2 separate regions of the Rattus norvegicus genome follow, and region 2 is linked to region 1. Evidence: chromatin contacts called from public Hi-C data. All regions are on one chromosome and are shown on one strand. Each heading gives the region's core, a stretch centred on a gene start, on an enhancer-like site or on the middle of the called end of the contact. The rest is flanking DNA. Distances are from core to core; before and after follow the strand shown.

Region 1 (6,710 bases), core at 3,057-5,556:
GTCTTGGAACTCACTATGTAGGCCAGGCTACCTCAAACTCACAGAGACCAACCTAAGCCACACCATCTTAAACAAGACATACTGTAAACATATGGAAAAAAATTTATGGGTTCCATTTTTAATAATTAAACTCCTGCAGTTTAAAAAAAGTTATGAAAATGAATGGTCAAGACAGTCTGCAAGGAATACAGCACACAGAACTGGCTAGGGGTAGCGGGTCCCCAGCACAGAGTCCCCAAGCTCAGAAATAGAAACAGAGAGCACCTCAAGAAGAATGACCGTTACTGAAGAGGAGCTGCTCGTGCAGGGCGATGGGCATGGCGGTGGGCATGGCGGTGGGCTGCCCACGCAGGGCGGGGAGATGCTCATGTATGGAGGGGAGCTGCTCATGTATGGAGGGGAGCTGCTCATGTATGGAGGGGAGACGCTCATGTATGGAGGGGAGACGATCATGTATGGAGGGGAGACGATCATGTATGGAGGGGAGATGCTCATGTATGGAGGGGAGCTGCTCATGTATGGAGGGGAGCTGCTCATGTATGGAGGGGAGATGCTCATGTATGGAGGGGAGACGCTCATGTATGGAGGGGAGACGCTCATGTATGGAGGGGAGACGCTCATGTATGGAGGGGAGACGCTCATGTATGGAGGGGAGACGCTCATGTATGGAGGGGAGACGCTCATGTATGGAGGGGAGACGCTCATGTATGGAGGGGAGACGCTCATGTGTGGAGGGGAGATGCTCATGTGTGGAGGGGAGCTGCTCATGTGTGGAGGGGAGCTGCTCATGTATGGAGGGGAGATGCTCATGTATGGAGGGGAGATGCTCATGTATGGAGGGGAGATGCTCATGTATGGAGGGGAGATGCTCATGTATGGAGGGGAGATGCTCATGTGTGGAGGGGAGATGCTCATGTATGGAGGGGAGATGCTCATGTATGGAGGGGAGATGCTCATGTATGGAGGTGAGATGCTCATGTATGGAGGGGAGAAGCTCATGTATGGAGGTGAGATGCTCATGTATGGAGGGGAGATGCTCATGTATGGAGGGGAGATGCTCATGTATGGAGGGGAGATGCTCATGTATGGAGGGGAGATGCTTATACCTGGCGGTGCAGACCAGACCAGGGGAGAGCTGCTCTATCTGCTCCAGATCTCGGCTGGAGACCGAGGCCCAACTTAACCTCAGAAACGGCAGCCCAGGTCACCAGATACATGACAGAAGACATGCCACCACCAGTACGCACGGCCGTGGAGCCACAACTCTCATGATGCTGGAGGGGACACAAGAAGCACGGCTTCAGAAGAATGTCTGGCAGTGCTTGCAACACTAAACATACACCTGCCCTATGACCCAGCATTCCATTCCTAAGTATTTATGTAAGAGGAATAAAAAACAAGTCCACAGAGACACCAGGGCAAATGCCGCACAGCCTTACTGACTACAGACAAGACGGAAGGGCAGACATTCACCGACAATGGGAGGCAGGGCAGCAATGATGTGGGCAGCGTGGTGCCTCCCGGCCATGGCACTGGCTGCTGCTGCTGCTGCATGCAGTGTAGCCTGGCAGGAAGGTACTCCCAGGAGACAGTACCAACGGACGCCAGACACAGCACCTCACACTGGGCGGCAGGTGGTACCGCACAGAGCGGCCAGAGGTCACTGCTGATGCCAGGTAAATGTCCTCTTAATAAGAGAACAGAGGGGATCGCAGACAAGCTCGGTGCCAGCCAACCTATTTGCTGCAGGTAGATGAATGCCCGCATCTTGCTTCGATGCGCACCGAGAAAGTGCTGGTGGGTGGAGAGGAATGCACCAAGGAATGGCCGTGAGAGAGAAGTAAACTGTTAGGAAGACACAGCTAACATTGTTCTCAGAGGCCAACATGGACACAGTCTAGCTACTTAACCAAATCTAAAAGAAAGCCAGGCCAGGGGTCAGAGGAGGCTAACAACACAGAGCTGGCAGGACTAGAAAGTAGCATCCAGGGTTTGTGGGCCAAACTGACGAAGCTTCTTTATGAATCTCATCCGGAATGGCGGAACACAGGTAAAAAGGATGACACACGCAGCGGATAACAGTGCTTCCCGAGGACCAGGGTTCAGTTCTCAGCGCCCACACCGTGGCTCATTATAGACATAACTCCAGTTCCAGGAGATCTGATGCCTTCCTTTGACCTCCGCAGGCATGTGGGCCAAACACACAAAAAGGCTACGAATGCAAAAGCAGGGCTGGGGATGTAGCTCAGTGGTAGGGCCCTTGTCTACCCTAGTCCCTAGTCCCTAGGTTCAATCCCCGGTACCAGAGGAGGGTGGGGGTGGGGGACAGTGGCAGGACACATGGCAACACATGGCCTTTTACCAATAAAGTCTGAAAACTGATGAAATTAGACTATTTTAGAAGAAACCATGAGGCATAAAAATCAACTCACAACAAAAACTTCCACACCAAAAGAGCACACCTCAGACATGGCCAGGGCCCATGCTGAAGCCTCGGCACCTGCTGCCCCACAGAGAGAACAACTCCTTTTGCTAGGAATTGTGAGAAAGTTACCAGAGCAGCCAATGTCTTAAAAAAAAAAATCCAAAAAGTAATAGTAATTGTTGAGGAAACTGACTAATTTCTATAAATACTGCTTCCCAAATACCCCTTTATTAAAGTTTTCAAGAATAAATTTTTGAGAAAAGTTACCTTATTTTCAAGAAAAAAAAAAATAAGGTAAACCGTATGTAAGAACACGAAGATGAAACTGTCCTGAATTAACTCCCAGAGTTGGCGGAAACACACTAAGAAGAAAGATAACGGCTAAGAGAAAAAGTATAAAGCAGTCATTTTCAAGTAAACACAAGAAAACACTTAGGAAACGTTGCACATGATCAGCTTTGTGGAACATGACTGCCTACTGCAGACAGAGCGAGGGGAGAGCTGCGCCATCTGCTCCAGACGCTTGGCTGGAAACCGAGGCCCAACTTAACCTCAGACGTGTCAGGAGCTGCCTTCCTCCTGCGATCCCACGGCTGCAAGACAGGGGCCCAAAGATCAGGAGCTCAAGGTCAGGCTTGGCTACCCACAGTTAGGCTGGGCTGCACCATGTGGACTCTATCAGAAAACGACAGGAAGCGAGCTCACACAGACCTGAGGGAGCAGCAGACGGTGACCTGTGCACGGGGGCTCTGACCCACAGTGTACCCGTTCTCTCTGCAGTTAAAGCTCTCATCAGGCCCAGACAGGCCTCTTTCACCCCAGGGGATGGAGAACAACAACTTCCTCTGCACGGGAGGAAGAGAGGAGGCTGCAGAGGCTCGCACACGGGTCTGCGCCCTCTCTAGGGACAGATCGCCTCGTGCTGCCCTGTTGCCGACTCTCTATGTGGCCGAGAGAAGCCAGCCACTGATGCTGCTTCTAACGCTTCCTAGTGAGCCCTCCTGGATCCCATCAGGGTCTCAGAGGACAAGGACACGACCAGCCTCCATGGGGTCCACGTTCATCCATACGACACAGGCATGTGAATGAGAACGGGGCAGGTGTGGCTAACTCACAAGATGAGGAAAGAACTTACTCTGTAGCCATCGCTCACGGCGAAGCTTCAGCTTTTCCTTCTTAGGCACAATGGCCTTTGGCTCTGCACCTGAGGAGAGAGCACAGGGAAATGAGGTCAGTGTCTGCTCATCCCTGCTAGGCTCAGTGACAAGGCAGACTGAGCGAGCACCCAGGTGATCGACAGCCTCGGGCTCCATGCAGCAGTGGGTCCCTGTGGGCTTTAACACTGTAAGGTTCTGCGGGCCCCCCCTGGCCCCAGTGTATTTGGGGAATGTGAGGATGCACGGTGCCAACACCAGGTCCTGGACATGAAATGCCTTCTTCCCCTTGCCAGCATTAGCACACAAGCATGAACACAACGTGCCTGCGACTCCTCCTGTCCTCAAGGCACCTCCCATCCCTGGAACACGGCCTACAGCCTCTCACCTCCGCCTCTCCAGCCTCCCTTTTGGTGGTAGCCTCCCTGCCTGGTTTTGTCCTCTCTTCCTTATGCTCCTGGCCTCAAATAACCCGCTGTGGTGTACTGATGGGCACATCCCTACTGTAACGGCTGAACCGTGTTCCAGATCCACGGCTGCAGTGCTGACGCTTGGTTCTTTAGAATAGGATGGCGGGCAGCCAGGCCTGGAAGCTCGTGCCTTTTATAACCCTAGCACTCAGAAGGCCCAGGGAGGGGAACTGCCTGAAGTTTGAGGCCAGCTTGGGCTACAATACTGGATATAATCTGACCAGCTGCTTTGAGTTCCTGTGGCCTTCATGACCCTGAGGTAATGGGACTATAACCTGGAATTCTGAGCCAAATGAACCCTTTCCCCTTCATGCTGTTTTGGACAGGCGATTTCATCACAGACACGGGGACAAAACTGGGGCTGGAGAGGTGACCCAGTGGTTAAGAGCCCTTGTTCTCCCACAGAACCCGGGTTCAGTTCCCAGCTACTGCATGGCAGTTCACAACCATCCGTAACTCCAGTTTTAGGGGATCTAATACCTTCCTCTGACTCCCACAAGCACTGTGCATACGTGGTGCACTTCCATACTTGCAGGCTAAATACCAATAGAAACAAAATGAATTGAACAAACCAAAATTTTGAAGGCACACACAGGTCCGCACACGAAGGTGGTCTAAATACAGCAAGGTCACTTTACAGATGAAATGAGACCATCAAGGTAACGTTTTCTTAGATCAGTACCATGAGACAGGTGCACTCAAAGGGAAGATCATGCAGAGAGAGAGAGGACACCATCTGCCCACCAAAGAGGACCAGGAGACCTAGGCCCTCCATCACAACTGTGACAAAATTCTCCAAACCATGGCGACAATAATGTACCAAGCCCTCTGAATCTGTAGTATTGCCATCCAAGTCAAGTTCACCTCCTTAGACACTGGTCTGTAGTGTTATCATCCGAGTCAAGTCCACCTCCTTAGACACTGGGTCTGTAGTGTTGCCACCCGAGTCAAGTCCACCTCCTTAGACACTGGGTCTGTAGTATTGCCACCCAAGTCAAGTCCACCTCCTTAGACACTGGGTCTGTAGTATTGCCACCCAAGTCAAGTCTACCTCCTTAGACACTGGGTCTGTAGTGTTGTCACCCGAGTCAAGTCCACCTCCTTAGACACTGAGTCAGTATTGTCACCCAGGTCAAGTCCACCTCCTTAGACACTGGGTCTGTAGTATTGTCACCCGAGTCAAGTCCACCTTCTTAGACTCGATGAGGAACCAGGCAGGGAAAGGCCTTGTATAGACTGCCAGTCTCTGCTGGTCACCACTGCAGGCAGAGGGTCTCTCCGAGGCTGAGTGTTTACTTGCCTGGGGACATTTAAGAACACAAGTGGAGGGCTGGAGAGATGGCTCGGCAGTTAAGAGCACTGACTGCTGGGGCTGGGGATTTAGCTCAGTGGTAGAGCGCTTACCTAGGAAGCACAAGGCCCTGGGTTCAGTCCCCAGCTCCGAAAAAAAGAACAAAAAAAAAAAAAAAAAAAAAAGCACTGACTGCTCTTCCAGAGGTCATGAGTTCAATTCCCAGCAACCACATGATGGCTCACAACCATCTGTAATGAGATCTGGTGCCCTCTTCTGGCCTGCAGTCACATATGCAGGCAGAATGCTGTACATAAAATAAATAAATTAAAAAAAAAAAAAAAAAAAAAAAGACCCGCGGATCCCGGCCCGCAGCAGCTCTCTGCTCCCAAACCCCGTGGGAGAGAGACCTCACCGCCTGATCAGGTGGGCACTCCTGAGGCTGCAGAGCGGAGGAGACCACCAACACTGCCCACCCCTGCCCACATCCCTGGCCCAAGAGGCAACTGTATAAGGCCTCTGGGTTCCCGTAGGGGAGGGCCCAGGAGCGGCAGGATCCCTGCGCCTGAGACACCGCCAGAACCTGAAGGAAACAGACCGGATAAACAGTTCTCTGCACCCAAATCCCGTGGGAGGGAGAGCTAAACCTTCAGAGAGGCGGACACGCCTGGGAAACCAGAAGAGACTGCACTCTGTGCACATCCAGACGCCAGAGGAAAACACCAAACGCCATCTGGAACCCTGGTGCACGGAGGCTCCCGGAAAGAGCGGCGCAGATCTTCCCGGTTGCTGCCGCCGCGGAGAGGACTTAGGCAGTACCCCACGAGCAAACTTGAGCCTTGGAACCACAGGTAGGACCAACTTTTCCCCTGCAAGAAACCTGCCTGGTGAACTCAAGACACAGGCCCACAGGAACAGCTGAAGACCTGTAGAGAGGAAAAACTACACGCCCGAAAGCAGAACACTCTGTCCCCATAACTGGCTGAAAGAAAACAGGAAAACAGGTCTACAGCACTCCTGACACACAGGCTTATAGGACAGTCTAGCCACGGTCAGAAATAGCAGAACAAAGTAACACTAGAGATAATCTGATGGCGAGAGGCAAGCGCAGGAACCCAAGCAACAGAAACCAAGACTACATGGCATCATCGGAGCCCAATTCTCCCACCAAAGCAAACACTGAATATCCAAACACACCAGAAAAGCAAGATCTAGTTTCAAAATCATATTTGATCATGATGCTGGAGGACTTCAAGAAAGACATAAAGAACTCCCTTAGAGAACAAGTAGAAGCCTACAGAGAGGAATCGCAAAAATCCCTGAAAGAATTCCAGGAAAACACAATCAAACAGTTGAAGGAATTAAAAATG
Region 2 (6,154 bases), core at 1,388-3,887, 360 kb before region 1:
AGAAAGTCCCTGAAACTTCCTCTAGGAAGGACCTGCTGGCCCATCAGGGCACAGCTACATTCTCCATGTTTACCGGGTCCTTTAAGGCTCCTCTGTCTGGTAAGATACAATGCCAAAGCTGCTACTGACCCTAGGCTAAGCCTTTTACACTGGGTGTGGCCCTACTAAGAGACATTTAAAAGGCCACACTCTTGCTTCACCTCTGCCACATGGGCCGTCCAGTCCCTCGGCCATTTGTGGATGGCTGGCCCTCCCTGGAACACTGGTCAGCCCAGGGCAGTAAGGGGTCTCCCTGTTTTATGGTCTCAAAGTACAGCAACTCCTCACTTAAAAGTGGAGGCTGGGGTCCGGCTCCTCCCTCCCTGCCTCCCCCAGCATGTTGAAGGCAGCCCAGGCTCAACTCTGTTAACTAATGCCACGTGGTGAAGCTCTCAGCCACGAGGGCCCTGCTCACACACTCGCTGGGCGGCTCCTGCGAGTCACAGGATACATTAGACATGGCGTCACCAATGAAAGCAACCACACGGCTTCGCTGTAAAGAAACTTCAACCTTCACAAAGCGCCCATCCAAAGCAAGTGGCTGAAGAAACTGATGCTGATTTACACCCAGGCCAGGAGCAGGCAACTGCAGAAACACCAGGAAGGAGGCGGGATGAGGCATACTCAACCATTTCCCACACTCCCCTATGCCTGAGGAAACACGGAAACCAGCCACAGTTGGGGAGGGACCCAGGCAACAGGTCCACCATCAGGGTAGGTCTTAGGGTTTCTATTCCTGCACAAAACATCATGCCCAAGAAGCAAATTGGGGAGGAAAGGGTTAATTCAGCTTACACTCCCACATTGTCACCAAAGTCAGGACAGGAACTCAAGCAGGGCAGGAACCTGGAAGCAGGAGCTGATGCAGAGGCCATGGAGGGATGTTTCTTACTGGCTTGCTCCCCCTGACTTGTTCAGCTTGCTCTCTTATAGAACCCAGGACCACCAGCCCAGGGATGGCTCCACCAACAGTGGGCTAGGCCCTCCCTACTTTAATCACTAACTGAGAAAATGACTTATAGCTGGGTCTCACAGAGGCATTTCCTCAAGGGAGGCTCCTTTCTCTGTGATAACCCCAGCTTGTGTCAAGTTGACACAGGAAACCAGGTGAGACCTTGACTCTTCACACAAGGTGGCAGGCGCTAACGGACTGCTATGTGATCTCAAACGAGGACATGTCTTGATAAGATCTTGGGCATCTGTCCTTTCTCTGTCGTCTCCCTCCATCTCCCCTCCCCCTCCCCTTCCTCTGATGTGAATAGGGTTTAAAACTGGAACCCAAGTTCGAATCGAGACTTGGTCATTTGTTTGGGGATCCTGAGAAGAGCCCTCAGCTCTCAGTCTGGTCTGGTCACTGTGGGGAATTGGGAGTGGCATCTCCCCCCCACACACACTTGAGACATGCAACAGGCAGTTCTAGAAGCTTCCTTCTATTTGGTTTCGAACCTGGGACAAGGGCAGAAGTACATACTCACATATCAAAGCAGACCTGGCCTCCATGTTCTCCCAGCATCCCTTGGTCCCTACCTCGCATACCCTGGCTCCAACTCTGAACTTTTCAGCTCAGGGGCTCTTCCCTACATAATCCAGACATTTTGGGGTCTCTTTCTGTCTCCCCCCCCTTACCTCTTCTTCCCCCCTCCCTCCCTCCTTTCTCCTCATCTCCCTCCTCCTCTTCCTCTTCTTCTTCTTCCTCCTCCTCTTCTTCTCCCTGTCTCTCTCTCTCTCTCTCTCTCTCTCTCTCTCTCTCTCTCTCTCCCTCTCTTTCCTTATCTCTCATCCCTCTCCATGAATTAATTCCCTTTCTCTCCCTCCCCATTGCTCTCCCCATGGGGACTTCCCTGGCCTCAGTCCCTCGGGCAAGTTCCCTGGCTTCCCAATAAACCTACATTTAATGTAATCTGGCTTGAATTGGCTCATTTCACCAGCGATGGGAGAAATAACCTGTCAACTTCCTATCGCCTTAAACCCAGAGCCCGCAGCCCCCATTCCTCTCTCACCAGTAGACAGACCTATAGAGGCAGGGATCTCGACAGGTGGAGAACCTGGGGGTGTTACATGAGGGTGCCTGCAAGACCTCCCCACTCTAGTGGGACTCCCTCCCTCCCAGGGCACCTCACGCTGCTGCACATTGAATACACAGGACAGTAGTGGGAAGATGGCAGGTTCTACATGAGGAACAGGGAGGTTAACTGAGAACTCATGCAACAGGGCTACAGACACCCATGCTATGTCTTCGTCCAGCTGCTCCCTCACCAGAGAAAAGCAAGCTGGAACTGTGAGGCCTTACCAGCCAATGCCAAGGCCCATGAGGGAGCATGAGTCTATCCAGACACCTGAGGAACTACAAGACAGGTCAGGTGCTACCTGGAGATACTGCACCTCCCACAGGTCAGTCCTAGCCATGCGGGCCCGGCTCCTGCGGGACAGCAACGATGACCTGACATGACAGCTCCACTCTGCCCATCTGAACCAATGGGGAGCCACTGCAACCACCACCTACCGCATGAGCACCAAACCAGTGTCCTGGCCTGGGGAGCTGGGTATAAGGACCGTGCAGACTTCTGGTCAGAGCAGATTCAAACTGGCCAGCTTGAGGTCATGCCTTTGGGGACATCATAGCCTGGAGGGTTAATGGGTTATTCTTCAACAGGCTCCTGCCTCACCTGTTAATGTTTGACAGGAGTGCTGGTCGGGAGCTTGGCAGTGATGGTGACTCAGTGGCCTAGAGCCCTCGGCTTTGTGCCACATCTAGGGAGAAGATGGGGGTATACTAGGTAGACACAGACTCGAAGGAATGAGGCCACATTCCACAGAAGTCAAAGGCCCAGCTTAAGCATGACTGACAGGGGGTCCCATACCATTCTCCCTCCTGAGCTCTAGCAGTTCCAACTAGGTACCCATTTCAGCAAAAGATGGTGGCCCAGCTGACGCTAACTGATGATATCGGACAGGCACACAGTGATTCTCTACTCCCCTAAGCTCAGTTTGTCTGGTGGATAAGGAAAAGGAGCCGCGGAACACCACAATTAAGTACCGGTTGGGGGATGACTTGGTGCTAATCTCTATGCCCGATATCTGGTTGCAATACAGATGATGGCATACTGGGTCTCAAAGTTATGTAAAAATTGTTTTCCATCACCTCCGATTGGTTAATAAAGAACTGGCCAGCCAATTAGCTGGGCAGAAGAGAATAGGGCGGGACATCCGATCCTGGTGGTGGTGGTGATGGTGATGGTAGTGGTGAGACCAGAGAAATAAAGGAGAAGTATGTAGACACTTTGTAGATGGACCAGGACTCATCAGGAGGTGGTGATGTGGACACACATGGACCAGAACCAGCCAGGGTTCTGATTACAGGTAAAACAACCTCTTGGCTGGGAAATAGGCTGTCTTAGAGGGTTAGAATAGTTTAGAACCTGCCCAGCTCAGTGCCAGCAGCTGTCTGTGTCTTTCACTCAAGAGCTAAAATGAAATAGAAAGGCATAGGAATACCCAGAGTCACAGAACTGCTGCCCTGTCATGAACAGATAGTCCGGCCCTTACATCCTCCCGACCCTCTGCCTCTGGAAGACTTGTGGACTCAGGTATTGAACACACTAAGTCCTGAATTGCATACATTAAGGATGAACGTATGTATGCACACATGTGCTAATGTGGGATGAGATGAAGGTTACCATGCAGTGGGCAGCATAGAACATGAAGAAAATCCCCGCAAGTTTTACACATGTGACCGACAGGGCTGGCTTTAGAGATCTATATGGTTTGAATAGGCATGGCTCCCACAGACTCATGAGTTGGAATGATTGCCCCGTAAGGGGTGGCACTATTAGGAGGTGTGGTCTTGTTGGAGGAAGTGTGTCACTGTGGGGGCGGGCTGTGAGGTCTCAGAGGCACAAACAAGCTAGGTCCAGTGTGGTTCCGTTTCCTTCTGCTGCCTGCTGAGCAAGTAGAACCCTTATCTCCTTCCTTAGCACAGTATCTGCCTGCATTGCTGCCATGTTTCCCACCATGACAAGAAGGGACTAAACTTCTGAAACTAAGCCAGCCCCAGTGAAGTCATGGTGTCTCTTCACAGCAATAAGACCCTAACTAAGGGGCTGGAGAGATAGCTCAGCGGTTAAGAGCACCGACTGCTCTTCCAGAGGTCCTGAGTTCAATTCCCAGCAACCACATGGTGGCTCACAACCATCTGTAATGGGATCTGATGCCCTCTTCTGGTGTGTCTGAGGACAGCGACATGTATTCACATAAATACTATAAATAAAATAAATCTTAAAAACAAACAAACAAACAAACAAAAAAACAAAACCCTAACTAGGACAAGATCCCAAAGACAGGAGACTGAAGAGGTAGCTCAGTCGGTAAAAATGTGAGGACTAAGTTTGATCCCCAAAACCCCACTAAAATGTTGGTTGTAGCAGTACACACTTATAATCCCACTGCGGTGAAACAGAGACAAGGCTAGTGGTGCACACCTTTAATCCCAGCAGTAGGAAGGCAGAGGCAGGTGGATCTCGGAGTTTGGGGCTAACCTGGTCTACAGAGTGAGTTCTAGGACAGCCAGGGCTACATAGAGAAACTCTGTCTCAAACACAACGGATAAAACAAAAACAAAGAAAATAATCAGAAACAAAAAAGAAGGTGGGAAGCACCTGAAGAATGACCCCTGGTTGACTTCTGGCCTGACAGGCACATTCACGAGCATCTGCACACGAGTGCACCCATGCACACATGTGCACCCATGCACACACGTGTACCTACACGCTTAACAAAGAAACCCCAGAGGAACACATTGAGGACAAGTGTCTCGGGACAGCAGCTCCTGAAACTTTAGGGCCTGAGGGTTTTGTTTCACCCTGTTTTGTTAGCCCAGGCTGGCTTGGAATTCAAGGCAATCCTCCTGCCTCAGCCGCCCAAGTGCTGGGATGACAGGGGCGCACCATCACACGTGGCAGGGTCTTGGAGTTTGAAAGTTACCCTCAATTCATCCGTCTGGTTGCTTGACTCTTTGGGAGGTGAATGAATGAATGAATGAATGAATGAATGAATGAATGAAAGAAAGACAATGGAAGCTGTCTGACCCTGAAAATCATGAGCTTCCTTCTGGCCAGCAGTTGACCACCATTCCTGCTGCACCATCTACCCATACCCACTCCTGGCTGTCCATCTCCCAAGCTGCCTCCTCCCTGCCTTCCCAAGGGTCCTGACCCACACAAGGGTTGTGAGCCACCCTGTTTAGTCTGTGTGTGTCTTCATGGCTCTGTCTCTCCTAGCCAACTGATGTTGACCCCATCCAGAACCTCCGTTAGAACAACCTAACTGTTTATAGAAACTCTTTGGTCATGGACGCAGCAATAAGTCCCTATGTAAGGGGCACGGATGCCTGACACACGATTTGAGCGGTAGCCTTGCAGTGGCAAAGGCCTGTGAGGGCCACATTGCCTGCCTGAGATGATGTCCAGTCCTGAGGTAAACGCCCGGTCCCGCATAGAGCCTGCTATCTGTCTGTCATCCTTCTTCAAGGAGCCTGCAAAGTGTGATGTGGGACAGACAGACACAGATCTCTTAGCCCAATGAGGAACTAATGCAGTCACAGTGGAAGCCAATCAGAAGGGGCAGAGTGGGGTGGGGGTGCACATCTGGAGTCTCCCAGCCTACAGTAGAGCACAAGGGCAGAGGCAGAGGCTGTCCTCCAGCCCCTGGAAAGACAGTGGTCTGCAGTTAGGACACCTCAGTAACCTGAGACAGAGCAGAGTGGGTACCTGCCCTTGACTACAGGTGGACCCCACCAAGGTCTTGGCTATCCGTGGATTCTCAGATTACCCCCAACTTCACTTCCACCTATTAGAGCCCTGCCCACCTCTTGGGTTGCCAGTCTCCTCCACAGGGTTTCCCTTGCTGCCCTTGCCCTACTTCCCACAGGAGAATGTTATAGGGAACAGAAGGAGCTGGGGTCCCCTGGCCCAGACCCAGAGAATTCACCCCCACCTCTCATCAACTGTCATCCAGTTGCTGGGATACAGCAGGGTAGAAACTCAATCTCGGGATTAGCGTCTAGACAGCACAACCTTTCCCCTGGTTCTCCACCTATAATTGGGACCCAAAACCGGCA

What was found. Hi-C and Micro-C count contacts between places; a contact is called where the count stands out from the background.
Region 2: a Hi-C map of hepatocytes shows a contact between it and region 1, with 4 times the contacts expected there. The contact joins two enhancer-like sites. A contact is called at or near these places in 3 of 12 Hi-C or Micro-C datasets (the A7r5 cell line, hepatocytes and mammary epithelial cells).

What each region holds. Positions count from the first base shown.
Region 1 is chr20:11,128,422-11,135,131 of GRCr8, reverse strand. Slx9 (SLX9 ribosome biogenesis factor) reads right to left here. Exons shown (of 6, transcript NM_001008307.2): 3 at 3,561-3,629. Among named protein-coding and RNA genes, the nearest start is that of Slx9, 18 kb to the right of the region's middle. Within about 2 kb of position 4,306, at least 27 of the 93 cell types and tissues checked have an H3K27ac peak or open chromatin away from gene starts, as enhancers often do. A contact at or near this core is called in hepatocytes, where this site is marked.
Region 2 is chr20:11,489,109-11,495,262 of GRCr8, reverse strand. The region is part of intron 2 of Col18a1 (collagen type XVIII alpha 1 chain); the gene reads right to left. Among named protein-coding and RNA genes, the nearest start is that of Col18a1, 19 kb to the right of the region's middle. Within about 2 kb of position 2,637, at least 5 of the 93 cell types and tissues checked have an H3K27ac peak or open chromatin away from gene starts, as enhancers often do. A contact at or near this core is called in hepatocytes, where this site is marked.